Regions from separate parts of the Mus musculus genome. Here regions 1 and 2 are each linked to region 3. Evidence: chromatin contacts called from public promoter capture Hi-C data. All regions are on one chromosome and are shown on one strand. The core of a region is the stretch at or near the end of the contact, and the rest is flanking DNA. Distances in the headings are between cores, read along the strand shown. Region 1 holds the start of Dstn (destrin). Region 2 holds the start of Fam110a (family with sequence similarity 110, member A). Region 3 holds the start of Nxt1 (NTF2-related export protein 1).

Region 1 (3,777 bases), core at 1,180-3,679, 4.8 Mb after region 3:
TTATAGACATTTATTGTGATTATTTTGTAGTGAGACATTTGAAAACATGACATCTCATTTCTCTAATTTCAATTTCCTTTATTCCAACTGCTTCTAGAAGACATAATGAGTACCAGGAAGTAATTCTTCTAATTTAAAACAAGCCCATATGTAGTTAAACTTTAATCTTCCCATTACCACCCCAAAAAGAGGAAAGGGGGTAGGGATAACTAAACGCACTCAGGAGTCCGAGAGAGTAGAATGCCAGGCCACTCTGGCCTAATCCAAGGCCCCAACTCAAATATAAAAATACAAAACCAGTGTTGTTCTTGACACCCGAAATCCTAGCACCTGCATCGCCTCAAGTTCAAGTCCAGCTTGGGCTTCACAGTGAGTTCCGTGTGGTTCTGAATTACAGAACAAGATCTGCCTCAGCAGCCTACTACCAAATGTAAAAAGGTTTCAAATACAGAAAAGTGCTAGAATCTGGGATAATAAAGGAAAATCTCTCTATCTCTCCCTTCGCCCCACCCCCCATTCTCTAATAGCTGGACTGAATGGAGATCTTCTGTGCTTATAAAACCAAACATAGTAAAGTCTGTGTTCTAAATTCCTCATTCTTAAAACATATCCAGAACTGGCAAACTGGCTCAGCAGGTGAAAGTACTTGCCAGGCAAGTCTGACAACCTAAGTTCAATTCCCAGAACCCACAGTGAAAGGAAAACTGGCTCCTCAAAGCACCGTGGCACTCCCGTACCCAAGTCCTCAGACCATAATAAATATATCAGTACTTGGATGTAAGAATGAACCCACCTTTAGTTTTTATTTTTGTCTCCCCCAAGTACCAGGAAATCCAACAGACTCTATTTTCATTTTATTTGAATGTACACCGAACAAAAAATTAAGCTTTAAAGCCAAGCTTTTACGTTTAGAATGTTTGGCCCTGTTTTAAATACTTTTGCATTCTCAACTAAAAGAAGACTGGAGAGCAGACACCAGTTCACTTTATTACACTGAGTGCTCAAATTTAAAAGTTTATCAGCACTCAAAACCTTTGGATTTAGTCTTTACTATAAATCAACATATACATACACTTAAAATCTTGCTGAGGTTCAACAGACTTCAAGGTCTGAAATATTTGTAGCTCATAGCATTAAACCCAAACATGACTTAATATCAAGGCACAGCTAAGCATGGTCCGTTTTCAAGAAAACTATCCATTTAATCTAATGAGCCAGCCTGCACCTGCAAGCCAGTTGCTATATCCTAAGAAAAAACCAAAGTTGTTATTCAGTGAAAACACTCTGTAGACAGATAAGTGGGTACCAACTGTTTCCCGGCGCACAGATGTAGCAACAGGATAGTATTTCTAGCAGTGAGGCAAGGCCTTGCCAGCAAATCATTGACCAAAAATGGTAACATTGTGCAGACTACAGTGACAAAATGTTCCACCTGATCGCCCAGTTGAGATACTGTTTTACAACCGATTTGAGTAACACTTTGGAGGTAGAGAAGTTTGTAAATTAAGCAAAATCTCTACCATCTCAATACAACGAATGTTTCTCTTTTTAAAGGGCTGGAGTAATTATACGGGCTTTCTGAAAGTTTTTAAATTTGCATCTGAAAAGCAACAACATCATGTCCAGGACTTGCACCCAAAGTTGTGGTAAAGCCTTGTTCTCAGGTAAAGGCAAATTTCTAGCATGGATGAATGGACCCGGCAGGGAAGGGTTAAAAGAGCCACTGCCAAGCTTGACAAGCCCAACGAGAGTGCCACTGAAGCTGATTGCCAGATACGACAAACAAAGCCACGGCAAGGCCACCCGGTTCTTAATCACGCTCACTAGCAATTACTCCGCCCTCTAGAGTGTTCAATAAAATCCTTTTCCTTCTCAGTAAAAAGGGCTGGAAAAGCTCACGGGTCACCAAGCTGGCCTTGGAGAAAACCGCGCCCACACGGATGGTCTCAGGTTCGGCCGCCCATCCCGGGGATCTACCGACTTCGGGATCGAAGGCAGCGAGGCCGGGCCGAAGGGGATCCCGGGCGGCGGCCTGGAACGGTGGGCATGATGCCGCCCAGGAGCTGCCTTGGAACCGACCCCTCCCTTAGCACACGCCCGAGGATCACTCACCATGTTCGCTGGGGCGGACTTCGGGAGGAGAGCTAGGAGCCTGACGGCAAAGTCTGTGCACCTTCGTCCTCCGGGTAGCAAAAGCAGGAGAGCAGGCGCAGGGCGGACGCGGCAGCTCGAGCTTATTAAGGGCGGGCACGAGTTCCAGCCAGACTGCGGCTGCGCGCGCCCCTCGCTCCGCCCACCGTTGCTACGCAACAGGCCGGCCTCCCCAGACAGGCCCCACCCAGGAGTCCCAATAGTCTCCAGACAACTGGAAACCCCTCTCCAGTTAAGGGGAGTGCATGGGTTCCCCGCCCAGAGGAGCGCCCGGGCTGCTGCTCCGTGAAGGGTGGACACAGGACGCTCCGGGGAATCTGGCCCTGCCCTGGAGGCGGGACCACGCGATGCCCCGCCTACCGCGCGGCCTTTGCCCATACATGGAAGTCGCCACCTGGCCAGGTGTGCGCGCCGCTAGGGGCGGGGCCCCGGCGCGGAGTGGGCGGGGCGAATGCCGGTGGGCGGGTGCTCTGCTTGGCGACGAGAACTCTCAAAACGGCTCTCAGGGACCGCGACCCGCATTTTTTTACCTACTTTGGTGCTGTTCCCACCACCCAGTCCTGATTGGTCAGCGCGGCACTTCGGGCCGTCGCGTGAGAGGGAAAAATCTGCACAGTTTTCCTCCTTCCTGAGGCGACCGTGGCTGATCAAAGTGCTGTGTGAGTCAGCGCTTATTCCAGGACTGGAAAACAGGAGTGATTTGTTTATCTTCTGAGCGGGCTGGGAGGAGGCCCAGTGGCCCGCGGGGGGTGCGTGGGGGACGCCGCGTGGCCCGGGACTGTGGGCCGGGCCCCGCCGCTGCGCTTGGGGGTTTCTCATTGGGGAATTGTGTTTTCCTAAAGGGCGGTTGCACGGAAATACTGCTTCCACAGGGCCACCCGCAATCCTAGCCTTGTTTTCTCCGGGTGTTTTTGTAGCGAATAAAAGGAACTCGTAAGACGTGGGATGATCACCTCACTTTTGAACTGAATTTAGGCAACGAGAACATCAGGATCTCTATAAAAAAAGTCTTAATTATCTAAGAAGGCTTTTGGGCAACATGATCGTTGTTTTTCTTTGTTTCTGTTTTCTGGGCGCTATATAAAAAAAATCTACCCTAGGTAGCAAACCGCGGTTCCCATTAGTTTTAAGGGTTTTGTTTCTTTCTTAAGATTAAAGGCAAGTCGTGGCAATTCTAATCCCTTACTGCATTGCCACGGGGTGTTTGGCAGGCTACGGCAGTGGCGTCAGAATCACCTGGAGAGTTTGCTCAAAGATTTCTTAGTTCTGGCTCCGTGCACCTAGAATGTAACCTAAGAGTTTGCCCTTTTAACAAGTCTTTGGTATTAATAATTGGTAATCACACTGAAGAGAAAGAACCTACATCCAGCTGCAGCCCGAACCCTTCTGGCTTATTTTTGTTTTTTTTTGGGGTTGGTTTTTTGTTTTTTTCTGCTCAGGACTCTGACCCCACTAAATGAGACTTCATTTAAGGACGGTTCAACCTATCATTGGTGTTTCGTCCTCCACAATCCTGTCCAAATACAAGAATGCTGTTTACTGCATAAAATTTTCTGTGCCTTCTTCCAGATTTTTTTTTTTTTTTTTTTTTTTTTTTTTGTCCTGGAACTCACTTTGTAGACCAGG
Region 2 (3,513 bases), core at 401-2,900, 3.3 Mb before region 3:
AGCCAACAGCGTTTTGGTTGGACTTACAGCTTGTTCCACAGGAGGATGTGCATGTCTGGTATTGCAAATCTGGCCAAGAACCCATGGTTAGGGAGCCTACTGGTCCCAGGGTGAACCTACTGCTATTATTTGCTAAATGGTCACACTATCAAACTGCCTTCTAAATTCACTCTATATCCATAAAACTAATGCAGCTTACAGACGCCATCAGAGAAGGTTTTCTGTGCCATGGACAGCACAACTGGTCGAGGGGCTGGGAATAAGAGTCTGTGGAGGGCTCTGCCACCGGTGTGAAATATGTATCAAATCAGGACGGAAAGACTGTAAGAGCCAGAGGTCAGAGAGGACCAGAGTAAAACAGACTCTTGTGGGCACTTCAGGGCCACTGCGCCGGCAAACCACAGCAGCTGTGGTTGTCTGTACATGATCAAGCCAGTTAACATTTCAGTACAGAGAGGGGAGAGGCTATGAGCCCCCACTGGAGGAGCTAGTTAGTTATAGCTGAATGTTTCTGGGGGAAGGAAAGTCAGTTTTTTAAAGGGTTGCAGCAGATTAGACTTGGTGCCTTTTAAAAAAACAAAAACAGGAGGAAGAGAGGGTGGGTGTAGGAGGAGTTAAGGGGAGAGAGTGCGGTAAATACGACTAAAATACACTGTGTTTATGTATTAAATTCTCAATGAATGAATAAAAGTATTATCTTTTAAGTGTAAAGGAATTAGTTGCTGTTTGTTATTGTAAATAGGCTATGTTTATTTAAATAGTATGGTTATGTATTTAATATCTATCTATGCTGTACAGAGAGTTTTGAAGTATGCTTAAAACATGACACTTCCTTAGCATTCTCCCATTGTTCTTAAATGTCGTTTAATCTAATCGTTGTAAGTTAATGCATGGTATTCCCAGCTGGAAAGCGGCGTTGAAGGTAGGTACCTCAGAGCTGGGTCATGAGTCCTGACAAGAATTATGTAGAAAGCTCGATTCAGCTTCTTTCCCAGGATCGACGTCTATAATTGATCTGGTTTTGATAAGCACAGTGGGAGCTACGGGTGTGCCCGTTTGAGGATTGACTTGCCATTTCAGGTTAGGGGAACAGAGAGGGAGAGAGGATTGTGGGTAAACACACAGAGAGGTAGCTGCTGAGTTGGAAGTAGGGCCTAGTTTGGGGGGTGGTCACTTAGTACCAACTCATGGGGAGACTTAAGTCAGGCAGCAAGTGTGAGGACTACTTGGGCAAAACGCATGAATTCCGAGTCAGCCTGGGCAACTTGGTGAGACCCTGCCTCCAAAGAAAAAAGTGAAGGGAGAGAAAGCTAGGTATGGCATAGACCTATAATCCTAGTACTAAGGAGGTTGTGGCCAGCCTGGGCTAGGCTAGTTATGTGTGAAGGCCCTGCCTCAAAACCCCAAAAATATTGGTACTAGTGCCTGTGCAAAACCAAGCAAACAAATTTGGGACTAGTAACTCTTGCAGCTGGAGACCGAGGAAGTCCAGCTGGAAGAGAAGAAAGGTCTGCCAAGGCCTGGGCAGCCGGAAGGCCAAGCGGCCAGCTGGGCTCCGGGCAGCAGTCGCCCTGCTGCATCTGCGGCTCCTGATGTTGCCTGGCAACCCGGGTGGCGCGCCGTTCGAACGGAAGCGACGGGCCAATCAGGAAGTCCGGGGCGAACCATTGCAGCAACGGGGACGGCGGGCTCACTTCCCTTTCCTCTGGGGCCCCAGGGACGTTCTCCCGGAGGGAATCGTGGGACAGCCAGGGCGTCCCACTCGGAAGAGCTCGCCGGTCTTCACACGTAGTAGCCTTCTCAGGTCTGCAGGGACCACCAGCTGTCAGCCTCGGCAGCCGGCGAGGAGCGGGATTCCTCTGGACGTGGGCTGCAGGTGAGCATGGGGGTAGGAGGCGGAGGGTCCCGGGGCAGTGCCCACGCATTAACCCGGGCAAGAGTCTCAGTACAGGGGGTCGACAGAGGAGAGTTCGTGTCTAGTGTCCAGCCCAGGGGGCCAGCAAAGGATCCAGGCTGTTTCCCTTTCCCACTCTGCAGTTCCCGCTCCTGGCCGATCAGAGGAACCCCGCGGGTTACTCTTTAAGGGGCTTATTGGGAAGACGTGGCTCAGGGGATCCCAGGGCTAGGCTACCCGTGCCCTACCGGCCCTTGGAGTTCCCCTTCAGGACATATACCATTCCCTCCCCATTCGCAACTTTTCTGCCTTACAGGGTTCTACAGAGTCCCAGTTCCCAGTGCTGCCCTCTCAGAGGGCCTCCCTGGGTTGAGTCCCTAGGACTGCAGGGCAGGGTTGAGTCCCTAGGACTGCGGATCCAAAGGCCTTGGAAGTCATGTGGATGTGTGTGTGTGTGTGTGTGTGTGTGTGTGGTACCTCTAAGCCAGAGTTGCTGGAACTGGACTTGAGAGTTGGGTGCAGGGTCAGACCCTCCCAAGTAGAGCATCTAATTTAGGCTGGACTCTTACCTACCCCCCTGTTGTTGATCTCGTTTCGTAGGTGGGGAATCTGAGGTTCTGTGAAGTTGAGGCTGTTGCTCAAAGGCACAGACTTAACTATGCAGAAGTCTTCAGTCCTTGACACAGGGAATCACCGACTCGATGGAGGATCTCTTATGAAGGGAACTACTCTTCCTCTGAGCCTCATTCTGGCTCTGGGGGAGCTGTGCTTGTCCATCTGTCTTTGTGTCATGCTCCCTACTCCAACTCTTGTATGGCCCAAGCTGGCCTCAATCTTACTATGTATGACCAGGCTGGTCTTGAACTCTCCGTCTTCCTAAATCTGCCTCCTCGGATGACAAGCATGTGCCACTGGCACACCAGTTCTGTGCCATTTTCGGGATAGAACCCAGGGCTTGGTTTGTGCTAAGAGAGCAATCTACTAGATGAGTTACACCACTGCCTCATTTCTTTCCACGTCGTCTAGCTTCCTGTAGCCTGATCTCTCCCCGAGTGTCCTGTTTTTCTCAGTAGCGTCTGTTCCATATTATGCGTGAGGTGTCTTATTAAGCAGTTTATTATCTTCCCCAGTGGAATGTGTCGGGCAAATGAGATGCTTAGCACAGGCACAAAAATGTCAGGGTGGCCGAAACTTGCAGAATCAAGATGATCAAAGCCAACATCTGTTGGCCATTTGCTGTGTATTGTGCTGGGGGTGGAGCAGGATAGGGTGGTGTCACTCAGGTGGACTCTGGCCAGCAGAGCCAGCATAGGCATTGTTATGAGCACACACACACACACTCTCTCCTCCAGCTACCTCACTTTAGGCAAAATGACAGGTGCCTCCGTGCTTCAGTGATTTGCAGCAAGCAAGAACTGGACAGACGCAGAATGGCCCTCAGTAAGGACTGATGGGAAATAATCCGAAACTCCTTAGATACTTTTGTGGCACCAAGAGGAACATAGATGACTAGCAAAGGGTCTGGGTGAGAATTACACACATAGCATGATGCGCTTTGCAATCCTGAACCCTGACTGTGGGCCAACTAATTGAGAAGACACAGACATAGTGATTACATC
Region 3 (3,348 bases), core at 757-3,256:
ATTATTAAAGTACATTTGATACCTGAAGTCTGCTTTCCTAAAAGCGTGGATAGGTGTGACTGCCCCTAGGCAACCAGGGTGTGGCTCATCTTAGTAAAACCTGTGTCTCCCGCTGTAGAAGTGAGTGGTTACTGACCCAACAAAGGAGAGCAGGTGCCTGTATGGGAAAAGACTACCATGAAATAATCCAACAAGGACCCAGAAGATGCAGGGAATGGCATATTTCTCAGGAGAGTGGAGGACAGTGGTTACAATGCCCATAACAAGTAAACCCAAGACTAACTAGAATTTATGTCTTCAGCATTAATGGCCACCATTTAAGACCAGCAGGGCCATGACACCATAGCAGAAAGGCTCTAGCATTCAAACAGTCTCAGGGAGATTCCGGAAGATCACAGTTCCTTAAAACATTAAAGTTCCATCACATAAGCAGCATGGCTTTTCTTTTTACAACAGGAATGGCTGCTAATTTTTTCTATGGTTAACTATTTCCACTTAAAAGAACCTAGTACTGATCAATATTACTGAAAATAGGACACAAGTAATTTATATTATTTGCCAATTTCCAGAAACAGGGTCTCTACAGAGTAAGCTTAAAACTTTAAGCTGTGAACACATGCTTTTTCATTTCAAGAGCCTTTATTATTTTATTGAGACACGTTCTCTCTATGTATTTCTGCCACTTCTATGTAGACCACACTGGCTTTGAACTCATGACATCCGCCTCTGCCTTTTGTGCTGGGAATAAAGGTGTGCACGACCATGCCTGGGCCAACATTTTTTTTTTTTTGGTTTTTCGAGACAGGGTTTCTCTGTGTAGCCCTGGCTGTCCCGGAACTCACTTTGTAGACCAGGCTGGCCTCGAACTCAGAAATCCGCCTGCCTCTGCCTCCCAAGTGCTGGGATTCAAGGCGTGCGCCACCATGCCCGGTTTCATTTTTTTAAGCTTATCAGTTTATGAACGATGGATTCCACACAGAGCAAGGAGGAAGCTGGCCCTATAGATGAATTCGGAGCCAGCTTGATACTGCTCTTGCCACTCTCTCACCAAGGTCCTCCGACTCAACAATCAATCTGAAGTGCTGTTTGCTTAGTAGTTTAGGTACATTCCCTCAATCATCATTGCACAAGTCACTGTAACAACTTTACAAAAAGAGTTACAAACTTACTTGCTTCATTCTACGGAAGCAAGGGAGTCAGAGCTATGCTTACTAAGTTCCAGGATTTTTTTGAAAGCAGTTCTATATGAAAACAGCTCTAGGGATGCTGGCTTAACAATGTTCTCCAAGGTAACCATATTTCTCTGTCCAACCACCTCATCCCCACTTCTTTAGGCCACAATGCTTCGCCCTAACATTGGTCACGCCCCCAAAGATGATCACCCCTATTTCTGGTCCTCAGCTACCCACAGAACCCGGTCATCTTTCTCTCTTAAGGAGAGAGCAGTACGACCGAAACATAGTAGAGTGAGAGTCAGAAAGATGCTCCACTCCCATGGTTCATACTGTAGTTTCCTGGAGTTGGACCTCAGAAACGGCAGCCGTGCCCCGGGCCTCATTTCCAGCTGGGAGTCGCTTCTTACATCCCCCGGCCCCAAACTGCTGCTCTCCTCCGGGTATGGCAAACTCACCGCCACGGTTCTGCACATAAAAAAGCCTGATGCCAGGTTGCAGAGACACCACGTGGAGGAAAGGACAACATCCATGTCTTATTGAGCCTAAGAAAAGGGAAGAGGTCCCTGGTGCCGCGGCGTTGCCAGACGGCCAGGCAGGAGCGCTCACTTACCTGCTCGATCTCGGTCAGCGCCGCCAAGGCGACTCGGTCCCGGGTTCCGCCCCGGTCGCGGTCCCGGGCCAGAAGAGTTTCTCTCCTGTTCTCCTCTTCCTCCCAGAGGCTCCGCCTGAGAAGCCGACGTCCAGGAGGCGAGGAACGGTTAAGCGCCGGTAGTGGCTTCCCGCGCGCCGCAAGCTGCAATGTGCGCAGGCGCTAGCATCCCGGTTCCCGTCGACTCCCGCCTCCCCGCGACGGGCAGCTACGCGAGCCAGTAGAAAACTTGGCTCCGCCCAGGTGTGGCGGCAAAGACAGTGTAGGTTCCGGGTTAGGCACTATCCTAGAAGATCCGGTTGAGGGAGCTCTGATTGGATGTTGTGGAGAGGGTGGAGTCAACGCGCTTAGCTGTGGAAGGCTTGGTTAATAAGAGATATCTGTCTTTGCTAGATCTGGCTCCCTTCTTCTGTGTGTGTTGGGATGATATCTTGTGGAGACTCGTGAAGCTTCAACGTGGAGCTTCACTGGTTGATGCTAACTAGGGAGACAACAGCATGGCTTCAATAAGGCTCTGGACTGAACCCAGCACATAGACACCCGTAGTGTAGGAACCCGGTGGAAGGCTAAATCTGAGAGTCTGTGGAAGTCCTTGTGGTCAAATATGGTCAAATATCTTAGCTGAGCGCACCCTTCCTAAGGTGAAGCTACTTAGAGTTGACAAGCAGATGAACTTATAAGAGAACAAATTTTAGTCTAGTGAGAACTGAGGTCGAAGAGGCGGGCAAGGGGACAATGGTAGTTGACTTTCTATGCAGTGCAAATTGAGTTTCCTGCTGGCTCCAGCTGCGGCGCAGTACCACCTCATTTAAGACACTGAATTTGTTTTAATCTGGAGCTGTCTAGATACCTAGCATAGAAATGGAGCCATTTCGCGTGGGAAATTGGGAAACTGCTTCGTGTATCAAAACCCAAAGAGCTAACTTTGCTGAGACCTGATTCTTTGCTTCATCTGCCCGGCTAGGAGAGCTGTTTGTAAGTGGCTTTGTTCAATTAAGTACTTTAATCTGTATTTTGTTACCAACCTCTCGGCTCCTTTTGCTCATGTTACTAAGGGAACATTTGTTTTTAGATTTAAGAAACGAGAATGGCTGTTCAATATAGGTCACTTCCCACTGGAGTTAAGTGAGTGAAAAGTTTTCATTATTGAAAGAATTAAGTTGGAGTCTGAGTTTCAAGGATGAATAAGTGCCTTTGGAGCAGTAGTTACACAAAAATATGTAGTAAACCTGGGGATAAAGTAGTGGTAGGTCCCAGGACTTTTCCTGAGGGAGAACTTGACCTTTATTCTTTCAGTAGCCCTTGAATTTGGGAGATTAGAGATGCCTCTGATTCTAAAGGACTGGCCACTGACACAGTTGAGCGTATTCGTCAAGGTTCTCTAGAGGATAGAATCTCTCTCTCTCTCTCTCTCTCTCTCTCTCTCTCTCTCTCCCTCTCCCCTTCCTCTCCTCCACCCCTCCCCCCTCTCCCTCTTTCTCTCCCCTTCCCCTCCCCTCTCTCTCTCTTTCTCTCCCCTCCCCC

The links. Promoter capture Hi-C pulls out the DNA fragments that hold promoters and counts their contacts.
Region 1: a contact with region 3 is called in a promoter capture Hi-C map of pre-B cells, with 2.6 times the contacts expected there. The contact joins the promoter of Dstn here to the promoter of Nxt1 in region 3. A contact is called at or near these places in 2 of 39 promoter capture datasets (cranial neural crest and pre-B cells) and 1 of 484 Hi-C or Micro-C datasets (CD4 T cells).
Region 2: a promoter capture Hi-C map of liver shows a contact between it and region 3, with 5 times the contacts expected there. The contact joins the promoter of Fam110a here to the promoter of Nxt1 in region 3. A contact is called at or near these places in 4 of 39 promoter capture datasets (cranial neural crest, liver, maxillary cranial neural crest and 1 more) and 1 of 484 Hi-C or Micro-C datasets (regulatory T cells).

The regions. Positions count from the first base shown.
Region 1 is chr2:143,913,983-143,917,759 of GRCm38.p6, reverse strand. Dstn (destrin) reads right to left here and starts at 2,429. Exons shown (of 4, transcript NM_019771.2): 1 at 2,113-2,429. The coding sequence starts at 2,115. It also overlaps a transcript of Bfsp1 not described here.
Region 2 is chr2:151,978,356-151,981,868 of GRCm38.p6, reverse strand. It overlaps Fam110a (family with sequence similarity 110, member A), which reads left to right and starts at 1,650. Exons shown (of 2, transcript NM_146127.3): 1 at 1,650-1,876.
Region 3 is chr2:148,671,273-148,674,620 of GRCm38.p6, reverse strand. It overlaps Nxt1 (NTF2-related export protein 1), which reads right to left and starts at 2,006. Exons shown (of 2, transcript NM_019761.6): 1 at 1,786-2,006.